Regions from separate parts of the Gasterosteus aculeatus genome. Here region 2 is linked to region 1. A link is a contact called in public Hi-C data. All regions are on one chromosome and are shown on one strand. The core of a region is the stretch at or near the end of the contact, and the rest is flanking DNA. Distances in the headings are between cores, read along the strand shown.

Region 1 (7,139 bases), core at 2,553-5,052:
GCCCTCGTCTTTCACCGTCTCTTCATTGTTGTCGCACTCAGCGCCGCGCGCTCGCTCCCTAACCTGATTGTTTGCCCTCGCATCACGCCGAAAATGCCCAGAGGGCCGCCTGTCGAAGACAGAGCTCGCGGGCCCAAACCCGGACGCCGCAGCCATCACCACTGGGCCATCACACGCCGGATCTCCACACATGCACCGAGAGGGGAGCGCCCACCCTTTGCCCAGAGGAGGGTCTCACACACACACACACACACACACACACACACACACAGGTCAGGATTTACTGACGAGCGACCTCACAGAGAGGAGCGGTGCTGCGTGGATTCACTGAGGTAACGTAATGGATGACAGGATTACCGCGCAGGAGTATAATGTCAGCACCTGATACTGGGTGCCGGTTGGCATTCGCGTGATCGTGAATATGACGACATGAAGGAAGAGTGAGGTTGTTTTCAGAGCGTGCCCTCATCTAACACAGGGAACGCCCAGTGTGAAAAAGTAATCCCATCTCACGCCCGTCATTTAACATTCCCGAAACTAATCCACCTGCGATGTTTTGTGTTGCAATAAAATGTACTGTATGTGTCTCTCCAACAGTCAAATGCCAATCGGCGCACAGACGGGTGTGGTGCAGCATACTTTCCAATTCTGCCTTTTCCAGTTTGCAAACGGGACACAACGAGGGCGCACGCGCCGAAGCAGTGACGGCTGATGAGAAAAACAGGCGTAGCTACGAGGGAAACAGAGGAAAGGGGAAAAACCGGCATCCACTGCAGTAGCTAGCGAGCTAATGGGCTAATAAAGTCCAAGTATAGACTGACTATACTTTGGCTGCAGCGGTAAGCAGCAATGGAAGGCACAAGAAGCTAATGGCTAGTTGAGTAAAAGCCACAGAGGAATGAACCATGGTGAGAGTGTGTGTGTGTGAGTGTGTGTGAGAGAGACAAGCCGCCCTGGCTTCTCTGTCCACAGCTGGCGCTACCCGTGATCAGTGACGTCATTCTGTGTGTGTTCTTGTACGTGAGGTTCGGTGGCATTTTTTAGGTTTACGGAGCCGGGGTGTGGACACGTGGGAAGGGCACTTCGGCTACGTCCACCAGGACCGTCAAAGAGGACAGAGACACGTGTGCTTAATGAGGACACACGATGGGTGTGGTTTCGGAGGGCGGGGACTACTTTTATGTAGACATCTGCTAGTTTAATCGCATACCCAGAGAGAGAGGGGTGCCAAACCATCAGAGATTAATCAGCGAACGCCGTCACCCAGCCGGTAGCGGCAGCGGCAGCTTGGCCGCAAGAACTTGAACAGATGTGGAAAGTTGCCCCACAAGGTGTTCCCTCTGTTGTCACATGGGCTTGGAATGTTGCTAAGGAAGGAACCAGGTTTGTCGCACTCACACGGATCCACACCTCTCCACCGGCCTGTGAATGCTTTGGGCTTAAAAACAAACACACCCACCCTGCTGCCCGCCCCCACCCGCTTTCCATCCCCACTCAGCCGGGCCAAACACAGCTGCAGGGTTTTCTTTCGGATGCACAGAGTGACACAGAGAAGAGGATGAGGGGCGGTTTTGACGGGCAGGTGGCAGGACGCTGGCTACTGGAAAGGCGATGACAGGACGCTGAGACACTGCAGAAGGATGGGCAAGATGTTGCCAACGAGTAAAACTCGCAGACCAAGCAGGTTCTCGGTGGCCACAATAGGAACAAGAAAACACACCTGACGCCTCTTTGATGTCAAGTAGAAAACCTCCAAAAGCACAACAGCCAAGTCACACGAGCTCAGTGGATTTACAGTGAGAATCATGTCATTCAGCAGCATTTTCAGCAATAAATCTCAAGTTTGAATCATACTTCGCATGTTTCCAACTCAGCATGAAGAAAACATAAGCCTCTTTAGATGAACAAGAACTGGGTGGAAACCCGCCTGAACAGCAGCGGCTGTCAGAGGTGAAATCAACAAACCACAATGTCCTCATTTCGGAGAGATAATCAAGGCAAAATCTCCTTTCACCAGTGACCTACTTAGTCATTGGCAGCAGATTTTAAGGAAAACTCGGCTTTCTTACCTCATCATCTGGTTTGAGGAGGACGGTTGATCCACAGGAGAAATCAGGTCAAAGCGCACAGCCAACGGGGGTCAAACATAGGAAAGGAGACAAACACAACACTGTAAACATGTCGAAAACGTATCGCCTGGAAGACCACAACGCTTGGATGACATCTAAACCTTGCGTAGTGGTTACCACACATCATAGTATTTGACACCCGGGTGATCAGGATCAGTGGGACATTATTCAATGTTTTAAGGAAAGGGAAACCCTACAACTCTCACATAAAACAAGTCATGCACCGGTTAAATCTTTATATTTCTCCTTTGTCACTTAAGAAATATATATTTCTAAACGATGCAGACCTGCTCAAGCTTGAGTTTGCGAACCGAATTTAGTATTCAAAGGCCGAGCTTGCTTGTGTTCCTCAAATACATCTTTTCCCCTCGAGGAAAGATTTACAACGATACAGGACAGCAATTGTTATAAACAACTACACATCCGCACCCCGCTGCTGAAAGTCATTTTCTGTGCTTCTGGAAGCACATTGACAGTTTTGGGGGTTTCAGTTTCCTGACTGAAGAGTTTCTAAAGACACGCTGAGACAGTTCTCAACAGTCATCGGTAAAACAAAAAAGTCATTCATGGAAAAAAATGTGATCTTATCGCCAAGATGTCCTATCTGAAGTGGCTCCGCTACGGTGGGAATCGGCAGAGAAGCTGTAAAGGTGAATCTCAGGGCACACAATGTGGTTTTCTGGTTGAGAAAAGAAAACCCAACCGCATAGGGAATGAACTCTGGAGCAGGCGACACAGATTTAAAATAGCCCGGTTTCTCGTCGTTCTTTCACGGCCTCTGGTTTAAACCAATGTTACATTTAGGTAGATTAGTGTAGTCCATGGAACACACAAAAAAGCTCCCCCACACACACACAGTATTTAAGCACCCAAGCTCTCTAGTAACACTTTTGTAATCCAGCACAATGCTCACATCTGGAGTTACAGCAACAGAGGACACGATGAACCAAACCGCATGGAGGTCAAGCGCGACCCGCGTCCACCGGAGAGGCTGTCATCTGTGTCCTCACCTGCCACAGAAGCGCTACACGGGACGACTGCTTCAATGAGACAACAGTCCCAATAAAGTCCCCTGTTTGGACAGAGCGAGCTCTCTGACATGGTCTCAGGTGTGATAAATCACAGGTGAATACGGAGTGATTGTTGTGGTAAATAAAGCGACGGGAGCGTGTGGACCCGGTCTCGGTACCGCTCTTGCACACCGGGAGGACTGGCGGGATTAAGGTTTAGCAGAACGAACCGGACCCTCCGGTCCGGACAGAGAGTCATTTAATAATAAAAGTGTGCGGATTAAATGGGACGTAGAGGCTCGCGCTGTGCGTGAGTTTTAACGGAGACCCGTGTGTCTTTATTAACGACTACAAAAAAAGACATTTAAAGGGAAAGTGTGGACTGCGTCTTGGTGTCACTCCGGTGGACGAGACTAAACGTCCCGGACGCGGAGTCCGATGTGAGCTCAACGTTACTCACCGTGGTTGAAGATTGTGGACCGAAACCGGTGGTTGCTGGACGAATGCTCCATTTTTATTTTTTTAATAATGCGGCGACCTTCTTCTTCTTCCTTTTTTTCTTTTTTTTTTCTTCGTTGGTATTTCCTTAATTTCCTCTCCAGATCCAAACACAACTGCGGTGAAATGACAGCAGCCCGCCCGCGTGCTGTGAATGCGCGCGCCCCCCTCCTTCTCCTCCCCCCTCCCTTCTGTGCTAGGCCCGTGACGTCACGATGGCTCCGCAGCAGCGGCGTCGGAATGAAAACAATCGCACATGGACGCGATGTGGGGAAGAAAGGTTCGCTTGGAAGTGTAAATGTTTACTGTTACTCATCCTGCACGCAATGTTGACATTTATCATCCAACGCCACCGTTCAAAAAAAAAAAAAGTATATTATTGCATATGGAGTTTTTGAGGTAGATTGTAGGGATTGCTTATTTATATGTATATGTATAAGTTCTACAATAATAAAATAAAATAAACAATTTCTCCATCTCAACTTCAACATGCAGTAATAACAGCAATCCAATACAAATGACGATTTTAGCGCAACATTTTTGCAGCACTATGACATTTACTGATGCTTTACTGTACAGCTCGTACAGTACTGTACTACATTACTTGTTGTAGAATGAGTAAGACTCATACTGTCCACCTTTGAGAGTGACGAGTAGCTGCATTTTATATTTTTATTTTCTACAATATCATTTCAACTTCTAGTGACATCTAGTGGTCAATTTGACAACCCATTTCTAATAAATTCACCTTTTCTTTTTCTAGAAAACACAAGCAGGATTTTTTTCCACTTTCCATTACACACACATTCAATAGCACTAATGCAGCTGTCTTCTAGTGTGATTTTATACACATGGATGGAGCTCTCACACTGTTCTCTGAGTGTGTTTCAGCATTGTAAATGCAGAGGAACTTGATAGAGTGGTTATAAATAGAAAGACACCATCATTATTGTACAAACACATTGAGTCTTTGGTTTGTTTTAGAAGCAACAGTTTTATTTGTAGCCGTGAAAAAAAAGGGGGGGGAAAAACAGTCGCCTCCTCAGAGTCTAAATGCTCACGTTCAAGATTAAAGTGCAGAATTGTTTTCACAGCTTGTGTAATTTAAAAAAAAATGAGACCAAAATCAAAGAAATATAAGGTTAAAATATCAAAACTAGGCATCGGAAAAACATAAATAGGATACAGAACAAGATGACATCTCATACAACATTGTATCAGCAATGATATTCACTCCACTTAAATCAGGCTTGCACTTATGACACATGAAAAGGGGAATCAGTTCACGTTTCTTTTTCCAAGTGGTTGGCAAGGCTAGCTTACATCGAAGGCACAGCATTGTTCAGAGGTAACGATCCTTTGCAAAGAAGAGCCGCGGCATCCTCCTCATCGATCCTCACAGACACACACTAACGTGCTCGACAGAACAGAAAACGCGCCGAAGCATCTCACGTGGAGCGAGCCCATGGACGCACACGCACTCCAGCAGGTTTTACAGAAGCATATTTTGTGTTTTCAGCATTTTACATCGACAGAAGGTTACATGCTCCGAGTCTCACTTTTAAGCGTTTGAATCCTCCTCTCCTATTAAGCTGCCGAGTTAATTGAATTAGTGAAAAAAGATCCAGGAATATATACGGCCCTGAGACAAAGGAGTGGGACGAGAAGGTGAGTGGCCAGTTTAAGTGCTCCAACATCAGAACGACAGGCAGAGGTTGCAGCCTCTGTGGAGCATCCCACACAAAAGCAAGCAGTCAGAAGGAGAAAAAAAAACACAGAACCTCATTCGCAAAGGACCAGTCTGTAGGCAGCAGGCAGAGCTGGGACAACGCATCCTCTCGGTAGCAACGGCGTTTTGGGTGCTAAAGCTTGAAAAGTCAAAATATAGTCATGGTTTCCATAGATACATCGAATGTAGAGCCATGCACAAAAAATGCATGTAAATAATTATAAAACGGTTTGCTTTCAAGAGGATGCATTTCCTAGATCCCATTTTTACAGTTGAAAGGCTCCATCAGTGTCTTGCATTCATATTTCTACCTGAACCGACATCATTTATTTCCGTATCACAAGAAGCCCAAGAGAGGAAATTAACAAACATGGCTTCATCCAGCCATTTGGTAATATAGTGCAAATTAAAGTACTCAAATCTATACAAAAAGATTTCAGTGGTTATATATACATCTACACAAAAAAACACAGATGGTGTGTTTTTGCTCTTTCGATTTAAGCTTGACTTTCTTAACTTTTTTTTGTCTTTTCCTCTTTGTTTTTTTAATTTAAAATCACATCATTTTGAGACAAAAACCAGCTTGGGTTAGAAGTCAAGCAGACCGAGTACATCATGCAGTTTGCAAAAAGAGTAGGACAAAAAAAAACGCAGACAGATGCATGGACAGACACATATACAGAGATATTTGCAATTTACATGTAAACACACAGTGGGTCATCCACAGGAGGAGAGACAGCTGACATGATGAGGCAGAACCTGCTCAGACCTGAACTATTTTACAGTACACGAGATGAGAGTAGTACTTGATTGCCCTCAAAATCCTAAAATCACATATTATTAGTTGATGATAATATTTCAATTTAGATCAGCAAGTTTGATTCGACTTAACAATCCAGTATCAAAATGAAATTTACTCAAGCACAAGATGGCAGATCAAATGGACTCACATTTATTGAGCTTGAGGAAATATTTTGCAGTGATAACATTCCTGTTATCTCAAATGCTAAAAGCCTGGAACCTGCCACAGTAGCGTAGAAAACACTAAATCTTTAAGCTCTGCCCTGTCAAACCTTTACTCTCCTCCCTTTCAGCTGGTCTGCCAATAAAAATATGGCAATGTAGCATACGTATATAAAATATGTCTGTACATTTACAATATTAGAAACATTTACAATGTACACTGTTATGTGTTTGAATGTATATGTACGTGGATAAGACGCGTCTAACGTATGTGTGTATGTGAACTGATGTGGCTGAGTGCTGGACAATGAATGAGAGACAGCGGGCGTGGACGCATACATCACTCGGAGGTTATGAACACATGAGGGGCAGAAGGACACGAGGAACCAGGATTTGACCAGAAAGCATTATTTACACTCATGCACTCATCTTCAATGGGTTATTTAAAGCTTGAAAGGTTTAATTGGACAATTGGTCATCAAGTAGATCTCGATCTGTGTCTGAAACGACAGGTGGGTCCCTCCACTTTGCATTTTTTTCCCTAAGCTCAGTTTAAAATCTAAACCAGAAGCGAAATCAAACCAAACGCACATCAAACATCTGCAGTACGGTGCCGCGTAATTCAGAGGCCCAAAGTGACGACCTCTCGTCGTCTGCTTTGACTACCTTGTCCGTGTGAATTCTCACACTACAGTCAGTATTTTTAAATGCTATGACGGCCAACGTTGAATCTACGAGATTCAAGAGTTGAGTCGTGATTTCAAAGTTGGGTCTGATTGCATACGATATGCTGCACCTTAGCTTCGGGTG
Region 2 (7,139 bases), core at 2,064-4,563, 36 kb after region 1:
CTGTGTCCGTGGTGAGTCATATGAATTATAGGAGTAATAAACGTGTTTAAACGATCACCCGAACTGGTCTTTTCCTTAACAACATATATATTTTTTTACAACAATTAACAGTCTAAACGCTATTTGATTTTGCTGCGACGCATGGCAGAGAAAAGAGCTGAAACCAGCTACTGTTATTGCTTAAACTTCACACAAACTACACTACACAGCGTTTTGTTTATTCATCAAAGGTCATTGTACGTGATTATTTATAATACCTATTTTTATTTTGATGTCCATTAACCGCTCCATTGGACAGCAGAAGGGATGATGGAGAAGGAGAGGAGGGAGAGACACGGGGAGAAAAATTGCAGCAGAAGGTGGATTTATTTTCTTTCCAGTGACCCAACCCTGCCATGGACTAATGGTTTTCAGCTCCACACTCATCCAGCGGGTCGCTGAAGAAGACGCCCCCATCACCTGACCTTTAAAGACTCGTGTGGACATGCCGGGGCGGGAGGGAGGTGGGCTAGTGTTGCACAGACCTGAAGCAGACGCTGTGCCAGTCACAGCTGAGGGCCTGGAGGTACTGCTCATCGTAGATCCTCTGTTTGCATCCCGCGCACACGGGCAAACGTCCTCCGGCTGAAAACGCGAGAGATTGCAGGTTACAGGAGGAACTGGCATCCACGGCTTTATGGTGCAATTCGCATAGAATCAATGGCAGTCCTTTGACGACGTGTCATATTCGCTGATATGGGTTTGCATGTGACTGCTATCTCTGTTCTTAACTCGCCTTCCATGCAAATCCTCACTGAGGCTCCGGATAGCAAACAAACAGCACAGAATAAATGCTTCTTCATTTTAGACAACATTCAACAGGCACATCAACAGATATCGTATTTATATCAAATCATTACATTTAGAAAAATAGAACAAGCCTGTTGCTGTTATATACAGATTATTTCTTAAGTGCTTTCTTTCTCAAAGTTATATAATGAAACTGAAACGAAATTTTTGTAGTCCGGTTAAATATAGTATACGATAAATCGTAATCATTAACCAGTGAATCTTGGTCAAAATATTGTAGCACTAGGAACACCATTTTTTTCTAATTCTGCTTACGTGACAAATCATTTATCATTTTTAATAAAAGAGTAAACTTCTCTAAAGGGAGAATATTAACTATGATATAAATCTCGGATGAAAGGACATAAAGGCGATAATCCCTTCATTAGTAGGCTTGAATCGTTGAGTGGAAGAAGAAGCTACAGATGAACAACTTTCACAATATTCTCAAATAACATTGCTGGGTTCTTGAAATTAGTGTAAATTCACATAATCAGATTTCAGAAAGACACTTTGTTGAATTATAGTGACAGTTTTTGCCTGTTCCCACCTTCTTAGCATAAAAGCAGACAATATTTCAATTCCTAAATTATTTTTTAAAGTGAAACTACAAAAACATTTCACTTGACCTGAGCCTGCGTGCAAATTACACAATGCAGGAAATCATCGGTGACGTTTCTGCAGCTGAAAAATAAAACAGCGTGCACTGTATTTATTACATTTATACTGTTATTTACTGATATTTTACAGACAAAAGAACAGCTAGAATAAATGTAACGGTCCTGAGTGCAGATCAGTTCAGAGTTTAACCCGCAGCTCGATGTCTGTATATTGTTGGATCAATGTTGGATCACAGGAGAACAAAGCAGAGGTTTTGATTACTCCTCCATCCTTTGATGGCGGAGGTTCCTGTGCGGTCGGCTCATTTCTGTAATGACTGAGCCGCCTTGCTGGAGTAAATATATTGATCCGATTGGCTTGAAAACTCGCTGGTTCGTGCTGATGGCTTTTTTTCTCCTGTTCCCCTCACTTCCCCTCTTTACTAATGAATGGGTTTCACCTCATTCTCTTTACCGGGGATTTTTTATATTTGAAAACTGGACCTCTGCTGTCTGCAAAGGTTTCAGAGAGGATGCAAATACCTCAGCAAAAAGCGCACAAACACCTGCCTTCTAACACGGACTCACACTCACACTACTTTTTCCTGGCAGGTGTCCCATCCCTCCCAAATCATGACTTGCAAAAACTCCCGCAGAGGTTCGTCCTGCACAGTGAGTTATTACATTAAAGGTGAGTAATCATGATCGAGGCTGAATGACAACTACAGTGAAATAGTGTCTCGAAACGAAACGTATTTACAGTGATACACAAATAATTATTCCAACGCTTGTTCTAGAGCAATTGTTCCCAGCATTTATTTAAACAATATTCTGATAATATATAATTTGCGTTCCAATTCAACAAAAAAATAGGCCATTTATTAATAAATTTAAAAAGATCAAACATTATTCCAAAGGCCAATGCTTTGTGTAGCATGAATACATTTGTTAAAACACCCAACAACCCACCAAACCATTGTGCTGGCATCATTTCTTCAGATAATGTTCCTCTCAGCAAATTAGATTGAGGAAAAACTTGGTTATCATGTTCTGAGAGGCATTAGTAAATCAAGCCAGTGAACCAGGAAGAGATAACTGAGGATTTGAATCGTTGATGCTATTATCTGCAACTCAACTCTGCAACTCTGTAAAACCTTTATGTGTCATGCAGAACAATAACTCCAAGATGCACATAATAAAAGTGTCTCATTTCGCATTAATGACGTCACAGTCCTCGCATTAGTTTGATCACTGTAACTTGCTTCTGCTTGTCACACGCTGAACACATGCGCACATCCTCTAGGTCGAATGGATGAGAGTGCTGCGCGCGTGGCCTGAGACCGCCGCATCCGAACACGAGACACGGCTGCGGCGGCACCACAATACGGACACGCAGACCAAAAAAAACAACGATGCCGCGTAGTATTGCCCATAAGCGCCGGTCAACGGAGGGGGGGTGGAGGGGGGGGGTGTAGTGGAAAGCGTGACGGGGTGGAACAGCGTCTTCCCGCCCCTGCGCGCCCAGCGGCGGCTCCTCACCTTCCTCCTCTCCCATGCGTTCGTCCTTCCAGGTGCAGCAGAGCAGCATCAACCTCATCCACTCTTTGGATACCGAGCTCCGGCTAAAGAGCCAGCCGCCTCAGGGTCGACAGATGAACGGGGATGTCCGACGGGCCACCGGCAGCTCCAGCACCCCCAGCAGCAGCAGCAGCAGCAGCAGCAGCAGTGCAGCGGTCCTGTCGCGGTTCGCTTCGGTCCCTCCCTGCGGCGGCCCGCGATGCTTCCTCCCCGGCGCCGATGCACGTCTGTGCGGCGCTTGATTCAAGAGAGACTGCCGACCAATGAAGCAGCTGAGCCGGGGAGAGGAGGACGAGTGGCGGCCAACCAGCAGCGCTCGTTGCTTTAATGAATGCATGTCTTCAGGGGGGGGCCCGGCGCAGTGCAGGAAACACCAATGAGCGGCAAATGAATACATAATGATAACCTCCTTTTATTTGGTTGATATGTTCAATGTAAACATAAAATATTGCGATATATAGAGATGCGTTTCTGCAACAAAAAATGCATCGTTTTCTTTGTCACTGGAGTCAATGGAAAAATGTTAAAGAGTAAGAGATAAAAGTGAACCCCAAGATGTAAAAAAGGATTATGATGAATTAATATTATCTTGGATTTAAACTAAGCATTCCTTTTAGGAACAACACAACAACAAACACAAGCCCAAAAGAGTTTTCCCTAATTCTTGCTACCACATAGTTACTCCTTTGTAGAAGTACCTACAATATTATACTGCAGTTCCACAGTGACACTGTTTCCAAAGTGGGACGTTTACTTCTGCTGATGGTGAACTAGATGTCCAGGGTGCAGCGCACGGGTCACTGGTCCTCCCAGGAGATCTCGGGAGAACAGCAACATGAGTTCATTATTTCCAGCTGGCACCACAAGAACAGTCAGTTAAGTTACCGCTGAGGCACAAAGCCAACCCCCCCCCCCCCCCCCCATCTGTTTGTTGTCATTACAACCAAGAGCTGTGCCAACTAATAAAACACACTAAATGTCGTCGTTCCTGATTCATTTTTGCCCAGTGGGACAAACAGAAAAGACTTACACCTGCGATATTATTACTTTGTGGCATGATGCTTGCAGCAAACTGATCTACCAGCCGAGGCACTTTGAGGGACAAATTGATGCGCCTGTGAAAAGCAATCACAAAAACAAAGCAGGACAACGCAATATCTTTTTTTACACATTGTATTTTGTTTTTTAATGAAGCAAATTGATGCTGGATTCCAGGAACAAGTCACATGTGTCACATGGAAATATAAAAAGTGCAAAACCACACTGTTCCTCCTTATAAAAAAACAGTTTTAAATAAAGATGAAGACTATCCCATGGCACATAGGACCAGGTCAGACCCAGCGGGGCTCAAAGACATTTCTTACACAGCGCAGAGTGAAGGAACCGAAGCCTGCGTTTATCAATTTAGTACACAAAATACAGTACACAACCACAGAGAGAGATCGGGTCACTTGGCAACAGCGCTCATGGACCTTTGGTTGGTGAGCCTTTGTAAAAGCAGCTCAAGTAAAGGATGAACAGTGGGATCATGCCTCTCACTAACACTTAGTCTCTCCCAATAAACAAAATTCAGTTGTACGATTCTAACCGCTGAATAAATGCGAAAGGAAAGGATCGTTCACGCATTCCTGGTAACAATAAAGCTATTAGTCAAAGAATGGTGCAATTAAGATATTAGTCAAAGAATGGTGCAAGACATCTTGAAAAGTCATGTGATGACAAATAAATGTAAATAACTGCTGTAATGAGACTAAACATTGGAAGCATAATAAAGCGCTCTATTTGAGACACTTAATGAAACATTCACACATATGTAATGAAAACGCCAGAGTAGTATTTTAGGCTTTTTTTTATATACTTTGAAGGCTTCCCCTGTAACGTCTTCAGCAAACACTGCTTCTTCATACATCACAAGTTTGGCAACGTTAGAAATTCATGGAAAACTGAACTGCGTAGCACCTAAAATCTTCAAAGTTACTGAGAGCAGATGGGTTGTCCAGAACCCCAATTCCTGCTGCTTTATACCCAGCAGGCTTAAAATAGCAGCAGAGAAGACGGGGAGCCAAGAGACGACATTGGGATTGGCCACATTTCATCCATTTTTCGGACGAGCCTGGACCGACCCCGACCGGATGACAAGCTCTGCACAGCGAGGTCTTATGTGGCTGAGGACAGCCCACCTTGATTCATGATTAAAACCGAGAGAGAAATCACTCACGTGACAGGCGACGTTCAGTCGGTCTTTCTCACAGTACAATGATACACGCACACACGCATTCGTGCACAACAACGACACATGGTGACGCACACACACACACACACACACACACTCTATTCTAATTAGGGGAGTGTAGTAAGGGGAGTGATAGCTGATTAATTTGAGCACATCATTGACTAAAGCCACGATCAATAAGACACGTCACATCTGAGCGTGTACAAACTTCTGGGTCGGTGGGTTTGCATAAAAACAGACGTAGAAGTCAATTAAAAAAACAAAACCAAACCTCTTTACATGTTTTCTAATGGGGTTTGTTTGCATATAAAATGTACATTTCCTATCATGCAGTAGCACCATGGTGTCTTGAGGTCACACTGGATATCTAGAGATCGTCTACTTCCTCCTCCTGCCACAGTACTTTCCCTGGCATCCTGCTACTCCACCTGCAGCAAAGAACAACCCAAGATACCAAATATTACACTTCACCCTTTTCTACGTTGTTTGCTCAGACCGACCGGAGATAGTAAACAATATTTTACCTCTGTAGACTCCTCCACCTCCTCCTCCTCCTCCAGCACCACCAAGGAAGCTCTGCAATGGACCGTACTTTGCTGCTTTGGCTGCAGAACAAGAAATGAATGAGCTGATTACTCTATTTATACACACTATTATGACTGAGTGAAGAACCTATACTGTGCTGCCATCGGCCCAGAGAAGCCCTTATACGCTAAAGACAGAAGGAGCGGTGTTTAAATTAGATGGATTTTTTGCTAGAAACTACAAGCAACGTCTAGTTTAAAAAAATCTGCACTCACTAGTGGACAAAAGGCATTACAAGAAGTACTATCCTGATTTCATATTCCTGTTACATCTAATATAATGATTAGTTAAACCATATTGCATATGAAAATATATAGCAATGGCATTCTTACCCAGCCTTTATTCATATGAGAGAACGACTAAAGTCCTATTTGTGAGTCAACTATCTAATTTCCCTACATGTACAATACTCGTGTCTCTTTGGAACATACATGTCAATCACAGGAGGCTGTATGTTGTAGTATTGCGTGTAATGTAATCCCATGACTAAGACACAGAGACAACCGTCACGCTCGCGTTCACACACACTGGCAGTGGGAAACTGGTTCACAAGGCGTTGGAAGTTCATACGTACATACTGTCCATAAATAACGTACGTTCACAGAAGTGTCCTCGAAAACTGGCAAAACATCAGATGCTGTTCAAAGCGCTGTCTGCAGTTATCTAAGAAACCGGACGTGTTTCTATTAAATAATCCCACCGTCCGTAACCAGAAGTTGCAGATTATCATGTGTTGAATGTACTGGTTGTGCCGTGCCATCTGACAAGCGCACACAACGACAACCCACGCGCCTCCAATCTCATCCAAATAATCTGACGTTGTCGCCAACGAGCAGAGAGAGAGAACGTTGCAAGCGTTTACATTTTGTTAATGTCACTTTCTAAGGTGGTGTTTTTATGATTGCACATGTGAGGAGACCGGCGGTACCTTGTTGAGGAGTCAGTGGGGCCGGTACATATCCACCTAGACAGCATCGTGAGAGATGAGATGGTACCATTAGAGTAGGACGAAACCTCTTTCGATACCTCCCACTATTCATCCTAGAGGGGATGCGGTGAGGGAAGTCGGTTGGTAACAGCAGCGGACTTGGATACACAATCACCGTTTCTCGTTTGCGTTTTGCATTGCAAAGACCCGGAAAAGAAATCCTATTTTTTCCAATTTAAGTTGCTGCAATTTCAATAGCATGACTTCCGAAACAGAAGAAAACATTCTGTTGTTTTTGACAAATGGAAAGAAGATTAGATTAAACATCAATAAAACTTCTCTGTCTATATAATCCAATTCATCTCTCTGTAATCAGGAGGAAAAGGCA

What was found. Hi-C and Micro-C count contacts between places; a contact is called where the count stands out from the background.
Region 2: a Hi-C map of skeletal muscle shows a contact between it and region 1, with 2.8 times the contacts expected there. The contact joins the promoter of limk1a here to the enhancer-like site in region 1. A contact is called at or near these places in 4 of 6 Hi-C or Micro-C datasets (skeletal muscle, tail fin and whole body).

The regions. Positions count from the first base shown.
Region 1 is chr1:8,788,584-8,795,722 of fGasAcu3.hap1.1, forward strand. limk1a (LIM domain kinase 1a) reads right to left here. Exons shown (of 16, transcript XM_040175949.2): 16 at 4,612-7,139. Among protein-coding and RNA genes, the nearest start is that of septin4b, 12 kb to the left of the region's middle. Within about 2 kb of position 3,803, at least 7 of the 9 cell types and tissues checked have open chromatin away from gene starts, as enhancers often do.
Region 2 is chr1:8,825,434-8,832,572 of fGasAcu3.hap1.1, forward strand. limk1a (LIM domain kinase 1a) reads right to left here and starts at 3,314. Exons shown (of 16, transcript XM_040175949.2): 1 at 2,967-3,314; 2 at 525-624. The coding sequence starts at 3,024. elna (elastin a) reads right to left here. Exons shown (of 47, transcript XM_078098250.1): 45 at 6,752-6,787; 46 at 5,763-5,843; 47 at 4,165-5,666. The coding sequence ends at 5,617.